2 separate regions of the Ovis aries genome follow, and region 1 is linked to region 2. The links are chromatin contacts, called in public Hi-C maps. All regions are on one chromosome and are shown on one strand. The core of a region is the stretch at or near the end of the contact, and the rest is flanking DNA. Distances in the headings are between cores, read along the strand shown. Region 1 overlaps LOC132657948 (a long non-coding RNA gene). Region 2 overlaps MAP3K1 (mitogen-activated protein kinase kinase kinase 1).

Region 1 (5,072 bases), core at 2,443-4,942, 570 kb after region 2:
TTTTTTTTCTTTTTACGATGCTGTACTGTCTGAAAGGTTTCCATGACTGTGGTGGCTTGTTTTCTATTTTTACACACTAGTCACTCTGCTTGCCCACTGAGAATGGTGGCCACATCCTATCTGTGCATGTGAGCTTTCTGGAAAGGAACTCTTCATGCATTCATTCATTCATTCATCCACCCATCCAGTCAATAATTCTGACCCTGTTCTGGGAGCTAAGGATGCAGCCATAGACAAAGATCCTGTTTTTGTGGCTGTTGCCAAGATGCTCCACCCAGATCCCCCATCAGGAGCACACTGCTCATTCCCCAGCTGTCTGGAGTGCTGCAGGAAGGTGACCCACAGCTGAAGCCTCCTAGGACTTGCCCTCTACCTAAGAGGGTTGTGTCATCCCCCATCATGCCCATCCCTGGTGCAGCCTACATCCCATGACTGGTTGCTATGTGGGTTCAAAGGCCGAGCCCCTTTTGTCTCTCTTTGGGACACCACTGAAGCACTGCCCTAGCTTCAGGGCTTCACCTCAGCCCCCGGCTGAGATCTAGGTTACAAATGCAGCTCTACTCTCCTCCCAGTCCTGTGTCCTCAGTCCCCAGCGCTCCCTGTTCCTGAGAGCAGTGGCCCTGCACACAATCTCATCTCAGAGCTTTTTCCCGGGAAATTCGTCCTACAACACCTGCCATTATGATGCTCATATGATGGAGGACAGCGATAGCAAATAAACACAATTCATAGTAACGCACTATGTGAAAAGTGACATTGCTATGGGGAAAAAATGGAGTAGGGTCTAGGGGATCAGAGACATGGAATGGAGAGATCATTGATTTTCATTTTTGGGAGAGTGATCAGAGTAGCCTTTCTGAGAATGTGATGTTTAAACAAAGACTTAAAAGTAGCAAGCTACATGGTCAAAAGCTTCTGAATCCAAAAGAACAATAGAACCAACAGAATATGTGTCTGTATACCTATACAGATTGAGGTATGCATACACACACACACACACACACACACACACACACACACACAGATTTGTTTCAAAGACATGGCTCACTTTGGATTTGTTTGCTGCTTACTCTTGATTAGATTCAGGTGTGATCATCCAGTTTTAGCAGGGTGATCACAGATGTGATGCTGGATCTTCGCATTGCATCCCATAATATGACACATGCTGTTGGTCTATTCTGTCACCAGTTGATGTCAACTTAGATCTCTTGAGTAGTATGGTATCTGCCAGGGCTCTCTACTCTAAAGTTACTCTTTTTCCCTATCCAGTTAATCAGTGTTTTGTGGAAAGTTATTTTGAGACCATGTAAATATGTCATTCTTCATTTGACTTTCACCCACTACTTTTAGTATCTATTCATACTTTTTGCCTAAAATAATTTCACTATCTGTCTCAAATTATGCTTTTCTAATTCCATTAATTCCTTCCACATTTGTTAGCTGGAAATATAGTATAGGGAGGAATATTATCTTCCCATTGTGTGTTCACTTACTTATTTACATTAGGATAAATTAATGGATGTCTATGGTAGTCAGTGGGCTATAATTTGATATTATGATTTCTTTGACTCTCAACTCATCCAGTCTGGACCAGATGCATCCCTTTGAGTTATCTTCTATGTCCTTTGGACATGTATCCATCACTCTGATTACTTGCTTATCATCTAGAATAATGAGATATACTAAATTTGCCTTATATTTTTCCTATTTCATCCTTGGAATCAACCATTTCTCCAGAGAACCCTGTGTCCTTTTATTAGAGAATGGTGTCCAGAAATCAAGATCTGGGCCCTAGGTAGCCTCATCATTACTGGGATTTTAGTATTTCCAAGCTCAATCAGGGACAGAGCTAGGAACTATATGAGCTTCTCTGTGGCTCAGCTGGTAAAGAATTTGCCTGCAATGCAGGAAACTTGGGTTCAATTCCTGGGCTGGGAAGATCTCAACCCAGGGAAAGGCTGCCCACTCCAGTATGCTGGCCTGGAGAATTCCATGGGTCGCAAAGAGGCGGACATGACTGAGCGACTTTCACTTTCACTAGGAAATATTTATATTTATGTATATGCATACTTGTTAAGATATAGATGTGCATACATACGCAGAAATGTACATCAGTATTTATTTTTGCATCTGACTCCCCATACTGAGTGAAAGTGTTAGTCACTCAGTCATGTCCAACTCTTTTTGACCCCATGGACTGTAGCCCACCAGGATCCTCTGTCCATGGAATTCTCCAGGCAAGAATACTGGAGTAGGTAGCCATTTCCTTCTCCAGGGGATCTTCCCAACCCAGGGACTGAAGCCGGGTCTCCCGCATTACAGGTGGGCTCTTTGAGTCACCAGGGAAACTTCCAGTCTTAATCCTACACCACATGGCCTTTTCCAGCTTTCTCTCTATATTCATATTCCCTTCTGTTAGTGAGAAACCTGGCTACCTAGCTCTCATTACCTCATTATATTGACTTGCTTCCTCAATCTTCCTTGTTCCCTGCTTTTTTTTCTTTATGGACATACAGTTGATTTAAAATGTTAGTTTCTGGTGTAAAGCAAAGTGATTCAGACATATATACATTGGGACATATATACATTGGGATCCTAGGTGGCACTAGTGGTAAAGAACTTGCCTGCAATGCAGGAGACACAGGTTAAATCCCTGGGTCAGAAGAGCCCCTGGAGGAGGGCATGGCAACCCACTCCGTATTCTTGCCTGGAGAATCCTGTGGACAGAAAACCTGGCAGGCTACAGCCTACAGGGTCACAAAGAGTTACACATGACTAAGCGACTTGCCATGCAAGCGCACACACACACATATGTATGTATGTATGTGTGTGTGTATATATATATGTATATGTATATATATATACATGCCCTGCTGCTAAGTCGCTTCAGTCGTGTCCGACTCTGCGTGACCCCATAGACGGCAGCCCACCAGGCTCCTCCGTCCCTGGGATTCTCCAGGCAAGAACACTGGAGTGGGTTATACATGCCCTACCCTGGTTCAAACGGTGAAGAATCCTCCTGCAATGTGGGAGACCTGGGTCCCATCCCTGGGTTGGGAAGAGCCCCTGGAGAAGGGAATGGCTACCCACTCCAGTATTCTTGCCTGGAGAATTCCATGGACAGAAGAGCCTGGTGGGCTATGGTCTATGGTATCACAGAGTCGGACATGACTGAGCAACTTTCACTTTCATATATATGTATATATGTACTATCTGATATCTAAAATATATATATGTGGAATCTCAAAAATAATACAAATAAGCAGGAATAGGCTCACAGACATAGGAAATAAACATGGTTACCAAAAGGGAGAGGGAGGAGCAAGAGGGACAAATTAGGGGACAAACTAGACTAGAGTCCTTGCTTCAGAGTATCCATAGGCTTCACTTTGAAAGAGCTGACTGCCCTTTATCCCAAACCAGCAGAGAGGTTCTTGTTGGAAGCAAGTGGGATGGGAAGAGAGCAAATGCAAGAAGATATAAAATCAGCAAATTTCTTGATGTCAAAGCCAACCTTTATGGTAAAGCGCCTGAGATCAGCCACCTCCTGCTTTCACGGTGCTGCTCTTCCTGGAGAGAAGTTTGAACTCCAGGGGAGTTTCAGCAGGATTTGTAGGTCTTGGGGTTAAAGGTGCCCAACCGTACACCCAGCCTGAGCTTTAAGACATAGAGCACCTCTGTCCCCTGCTGGCTGCTAAGTGTGTTGCATCTCTGGGCTGGTCAAGGCCCCTTTAGAGCACTGCCCAGTTCCTATCTGCAAAGGATTCCTCCTCATGGGTGCCTTGCTAACTCTGTTTTTGTTCTATAGCCATCATTTCCTACCTGGTGCCATCTGTTTCTTAATGGCATTCCTTACATTTTTAAACCTCTTCATCTCCTTCTACACTGGCATGATAGGTATTTCTACTGACTTTATATTGTATATGGATTTCATTTCACTTGATCAGAAAATGAACCAAGAGAAGATTAGAGGTTACCTGTGTGGTTGGTTTTGATTTCTCTCCTTCTGGACCTTTGAGTGACAGACACCAGGCCTTGCGCCTTTGTTTCTAAGACGCCTTTCCATGACCTATTCTGGGTATGCACCTGAGCCCATGCTTTCTTGTGGTCCTTCTGACAGAGCAAAAGAACCAGCAACAAAGCAGCAGAGGCCAAGCCCTAACTCTCTGTAAGAAAGTCAGGGCAGTCAACAAAATCCGAGGACAGTGGGCCACAAAGCCCAGTCCATAGTCAGGATGTTCCACCTACTGAGCATGCTCAAGTGTCTGATCCCATCCTTTCACTTTGGTATTTCTATGGTACCTCTCACCCTGGTACCTTGGTAATCGGACTCATGGATTAGACTAGACTGGGCAAGCTGAGGGAAGGGCAAAGTGCTTATAGGTGAGGAGCAGGCCTTCCAGTGGGTTTACCTGCACAGACTGAGCAATCCCCACTGATTTCTAACCTTGCCGTTCACTGAAAATAAACTACAGTTGCGCACCACAGGTACTCTTCAAAGGAGATATCTTTCAGTGCTCTGTAGTAAATTAATTTTTGTTTTTGGATTGAGACCTGAATCTAATCATTAATCCTCTTTGTGGAGGGAAACTTGTCTTGCTATTGCTAGCTTAGTTTTCTCTCCCCATTTTATATCGTAACTCAAGGACTATTGCCCCCACCCAACAGGAACATTCTTGTCTATGTATTACATTCAAAAACAAAATTCAGGGTTTCTTAGTTCAAAGAACTGCTTTCTGCTCTTATTTCTCACAGCCAGCAGAGGGACCCCAGGGTAAGGCTCAGAGCCAGTGTGAGATCAGGCCACTTGGTTGTGGAGAAAGATTCCTAACTCTCTAGAGAAGTGACATTTCACCCTAGGGCTTCCCAGCACAGATACAACAGGCTTGAGAAATAGAGCTGAGTCTCCTGGGACCCAGGTACAATCATCTCTATTTGGGACTGAGAAGGGCTTTGCAACCACATCCATTCTGGGCAGGGAAAGAGAAAGCAGTTTAGTGCTGCTTTGGAGAATCATGAAAACTAGAGGAGAAAAGCAGTTGTATCCTGGACCTAGGCCATATTCATCACTC
Region 2 (5,222 bases), core at 1,512-4,011:
CGTATTCCTTTCCCGATCTGGAACCAGTCTGTTGTTTTATGTACAGTTCTAACTGTTGCTTCTTGACCGGCATACAGATTCTCAGGAGGCAGGTAAGGTGGTCTGGTATTTCCATCTCTTTCAGAATTTTCCACAGTTTATTGTGATCCACACAGTCAAAGGCTTTGGCATAGTCAATAAAGCAGAACTGGAACTCTCTTGCTTTTTCCATGATCCACCGGATGTTGGCAATTTGATCTCTGGTTCTCTTGCCTTTTCTAAATCCAGCTTCAACATCTGAAAGTTCAGGGTTCACATATTGCTGAAGCCTGGCTTGGACAATTTTGAGCATTACTTTACTAGCGTGTGAGATGAGTGCAACTGTGCGGTAGTTTGAGCATTCTTTGGCATTGCCTCTCTTTGGCACTGGAATGAAAACTGACCTTTCCCAGTCCTGCGGCCACTGCTGAGTTTTCCAAATTTGCTGCCATATTGAGTGCAGCACTTTCACAGCATCATCTTTCAGGATTTGAAACAGCTCAACTGGAATTCCATCACCTCCACTAGTTTTGTTTGTAGTGATGCTTCCTAAGGCCCACTTGACTTCACATTAAAGGATGTCAAGCTCTAGGTGAGGATCACACAATCGTAGTTATCTGGGTCATGAAGATCTTTTTTGTACAGTTCTTCTGTGTAATACTGCCACCTCTTCTTAATATCTTTTGCTTCTGTTAAGTCCATACCACTTCTGTCCTTTATTGAGCCCATCTTTGCATGCAATGTTCCCTTGGTATCTCTAATTTTCTTGAAGGAATCTTTAGTCTTTCCCATTCTATTGTTTTCCTCTATTTTATTGCACTGATCACTGACGAAGGCTTTCTTATCTCTTCTTGCTATTCTTTGGAACTCTGCATTCAAATGGGTATATCTTTCCTTTTCTCCTTTGCTTTTAGCTTCTCTTCTTTTATCAGCTATTTGTAAGGCTTCCTCAGACAACCATTTTGCCTTTCTTTTTCTTGGGGGTGGTCTTGATCCCTGTCTCCTGTACAATGTCACGAACTGTCGTCCATAGTTCTTCAGGCACTCTGTCTACAAGATCTCTTAGCTCAACTTTCTCATGCCTGTGCCTCACATTTAATACCTCTGAAATCTGAATGCCTTTTTAAATAAAACTGCTGTTATAAATGGAAGGGTTTTAAAAATTTCTCCATGGTATGCAAAATAATGATACAATTTACAACCAATGGAATCTTAAATTCAATGAAAAATAGAGTAAATTCTATTCCACTTGCCAGCTGGGGCGGGGGGAGGGGGGGGAATCATACCTACTCAGCTTCATTTATCTCTGAAACAAAAACCAAACTGGGAAGAAAAACAAGTTTTTCTTGCATATTTATTGTTTTGTTATAATCGTCACAGATCAGACATAAACAGGGTTTTTCTTTTTACCAGATATGTGTGCATATATATAGGGCTTCCCTGGTGGCTCAGATGGTAAAGAATCTGCCTGCAATGCAGGAGACCCAGGTTTGATTCCTGGATTGGGAAGAGGCCCTGGAGCAGGGAACGGCAACCCACTCCAGTATTTTTGAGATTCATCATCTTTTATAGTTATAACAGGAAAGTGTTTTTTTAAACACGAACTAAACAGATTAACGTTGCTACAGATTAAGTTTTTTCCTCCTTTCATATTTATTTAAAAAACATGAGGTTTCTTACTTTTTTTGAATGAATCTGTAACTGACCTAGAGCTGCAAAAAACCTTCTCCCCTGAGGTTAGGTTTATATAGTTTAGTCTCTTTCTAGACCTACAGAATTTACCTGCCAATATTTAAAAAAACGAGATGCTTCACTTGCCCCTTCTCAATGAAGCCACTCAGTCCTCCATTGATCTGGAGCCAGCCATTGTTGATTAGACGTCACTCCTGTAGTTCTCCCTTCTCTTGTCTTTTGGGAGATGAGTTTTCCTGGTTCTAATGCTCTAATATTCCTTCGTATCATATACGAGACCCTCTTCCTGGAAGCTCTTACATGCCAGCCACTGGCCTCTTCTCATGGCACTAAAACACCCTTTGCTTAAGCACACCAAGATATTTCATGTCTCTCTGCCTTTGAGGATTTATTTCCTGATAGGAATATACCTTTTGAAGTCTCATATGTCTTCAGTAAAGAATTTCCTACCACCATTCTACAGCAGTTAGCCATTCCCTCCCAGGATGCTATCAATAGTATTAATTATCATATAGGATAAACTCTAGTTTTTAAGTACCTGCTTCCCTCATCACACTGGGAGCTCCTCCGGGACGGGTTACCACATCTTATTCACTCTTCTTTCATCAGTGCCAAATGTCCTGGACAGGCCACAAAGGCACCTGACATAATGCCAGAGGGCCTGCCCAGTCATAGCCACCTTCCTTTCCCAGTGGTCTCTGACACGCGGGGCACCATGCTTTACACATCTAAACCCATCTTGCAGTTCACAGTTGGCTGGTGCAGGAACGTGCCCTGATCCAAAGACCCTCTGCACTGGATGGTGCCGTACATCTGAACCAGACCTTCTCTCTATGGGAGTTTGAATACAAGACACCTGGAGAGTACCACTGTGGGAAGAATGGCATCCAAATAGACAAAAATAGCAAAGCAGTAACTAGGAGCAAGGAGACAGAAACAAGGGAGAAGAGAAAGAAATTAGTTAGAAGGAAGATGTGGTTAGAGACAGGGCGAGGGCAAGGAGCAATGAAAGTAAACGTAAGTGTTGCACCTGGCTCCCCCATCCCTGCTGTCAGTCAACTGAAGCCACTTCCGTGTCTCCCTGGGGGGGTGAGTCACCATGTTCGCCAAAGGCCGAGTGTACCCGCTGCAGGGGAGGAACTTCCCGGGTCCCTCGCTGTGCACTGAAACCACCCCTAATGGTGTCTCTCCCCTGATCTCTCTCCCCTGCAACTCCAAAGAGCCGATGAAAACACTAATTCAACACAGAAGACACTCAAACAGGCCCAAATCCCAGTCAATCTGACTCTGAAGCCTGTGCTCTTCATTGTCCTGGCAGGTCACTGTCAAATCTGGTTCTGTTTTTATAACAAGTCATCATCAGAAGTCTATGCCGATACTTGCTTGAGGACTCAAAGGGCTTAAACAAGTTTTTTAAATGCTGACTTTCATTATAAGCATTAAAGGAGCACATTAATTGTATAAATTAGTGGAGTACTTCACTGTAACAGTAACAATGACTACACTGATATGAAACCTTTCTGGAAATTAATGAGGTTTAACCTTAGTACACATAAAGATTTCCAGAACAGTTTAGATTATGGATAACTTTATTTAGAGCGAATCTCAGTTCTATCAGTGTCTGCTGCTGCTGCTGCTGCTAAGTCGCTTCAGTCGTGTCCAACTCTGTGTGACCCCACAGACGGCAGCCTACCAGGCTTCCTCGTCCCTGGGATTCTTCAGGCAAGGACACTGGAGTGGGTTGCCATTTCCTTCTCCACTATCAGTGTCTAGGCAATCTCAAAGAATCCTGGAAAATACACTGAATTATTTGGGACAGGCACAATTCAGAGCCACCCAGTTGATGCCTACCTGTGAAGTTCTCTTAGCAGCAGTAATTCACATACTAAAACCCATAAGCTTTGTTACCGAAAAGAGAGAGAGCAAAGAGCCAACTATCTCCCAAAACAAAACCAGACCACTTTGGGATCCTTAAAATATAAATTGCCAGAAAAAAGCAAGAGAAGGAGACTTTGGTAAGAACAAGGAAAAGTGTGGCGATGCATCAAGGCTGCAAAGACAGAGGCCAACAGCCCCTTACCATGGACAGAGCACTGTGCCAACAGCTCCATGCAGGTCACTTCCGTCAACTCTCCTGAGAATGGGACGCCCTATCGTTGGCTGCGTCATGGGGCTTGTGGGATCCTAGTTCTTGACCAGGGATCAACCCTGCGCCACCTGCAGCGGAAGCAGAGTCCTAACCACTGGTCGACCACGGAAGTCCCAATGGTGAGACTCTTACTATCCCATGGCAGATTAAAAACCAACCAACCAACCAACCAGGAGATTGCATTATGTGTCCAAGGTAATAAAGTCTGTATGCAGAAAACACAGGATTTAAATTCAGATGTGAATGACTTCCAGGCAAAAGGAAACTTAGTATTTCACAAGTACTTAAAATTTGGAGACCTAGATCTGAGGCCCAAAAAATCTGTCTTAGTGGTAAAACAACCCTATTTTCCCTTAAGATAATTTCTCCAGAGATATATGGTCAATGGCAACTACTGGCCTTTTCCCTCTTCTGAGCAAGGAGGACTAAATAAAATCATTGGTAAGAGTAACCCTTCCATCTTTATGTAATGCAACATTTATAACATAATACATAAAAGTGGCTCACATTATGAATACTAGGCCCCATAAGATTTCACTTCAGGTTGTGCTCAGGAGCATTTGGCTCTGAGAACTAAAGAAGCAAGTAACTTTCTTTTTCCCTCAGTGCAGAGTAAATATGCTGACTTTAGTACAATAAAGGACTGTTGATTTCTTGATATAAGCATGTCCACAGTATAATCAGTCTTATAATACACTGAATTTCTACCAGAAACCTTTATCAGGGGACAAAAACTATTTGTAGTATTGTCTGCAAACCTTCCCAGTTAGTCCTTTGAAGGATACAGGCACAGAATTTCACCCTCAAAAAGCTCATGTTTTGGTTAACTCATCAAGGGTGGAATAATATGGGGGTTAAATAACAAAGACAACAAATAGCTAATTATCAACAATGATTATAATATAAGCAGTTTAATACCACCTTAGTTATTTTGATTGATTCACACTTAAAAATTATTCTGAATTGTCTTATACAATCTATCTGGTATCAAGGATTTGTTTCTAATAACATATTACCCCATCTGAGTTTTAAGATTATAATTATTCTCCACCAAAAATTACAGGATTTTGAAAAGTGGGCTTCCCTGGTGGCTCAGATGGTAAAGAATCTGCCTGCAATATGGGAGACCTGGGTTCAATCCCTGGGTCGGGAAGATCCCCTGGAGGACTGCCTGGCAACCCATTCCAGTATTCTTGCCTGGAAAATTGCCATGGACAGAGGAGCCTGACGGGTTACAATTCACGGGGTCACAAAGAGTCAGACACAACTGAGCAACTAAGCACAGCACAGTATAAGTTGTATGAAATTAACCAAAATTAAACCAAAAAATTAGTGGGTAATCACACTGCAAATACTCACTCTC

The links. A called contact is a pair of places that touch in the nucleus more often than the background predicts.
Region 1: a contact with region 2 is called in a Hi-C map of omental adipose tissue, with 5 times the contacts expected there. The contact joins two enhancer-like sites. A contact is called at or near these places in 10 of 16 Hi-C or Micro-C datasets (blood, liver, mesenteric adipose tissue and 5 more).

Annotation. Positions count from the first base shown.
Region 1 is chr16:23,130,984-23,136,055 of ARS-UI_Ramb_v3.0, forward strand. All of the region lies in intron 5 of LOC132657948 (a long non-coding RNA gene), which reads right to left. Among named protein-coding and RNA genes, the nearest start is that of ANKRD55, 32 kb to the right of the region's middle. Within about 2 kb of position 3,693, at least 10 of the 54 cell types and tissues checked have an H3K27ac peak or open chromatin away from gene starts, as enhancers often do.
Region 2 is chr16:22,557,925-22,563,146 of ARS-UI_Ramb_v3.0, forward strand. The region is part of intron 1 of MAP3K1 (mitogen-activated protein kinase kinase kinase 1); the gene reads right to left. Among named protein-coding and RNA genes, the nearest start is that of MAP3K1, 38 kb to the right of the region's middle. Within about 2 kb of position 2,762, at least 11 of the 54 cell types and tissues checked have an H3K27ac peak or open chromatin away from gene starts, as enhancers often do.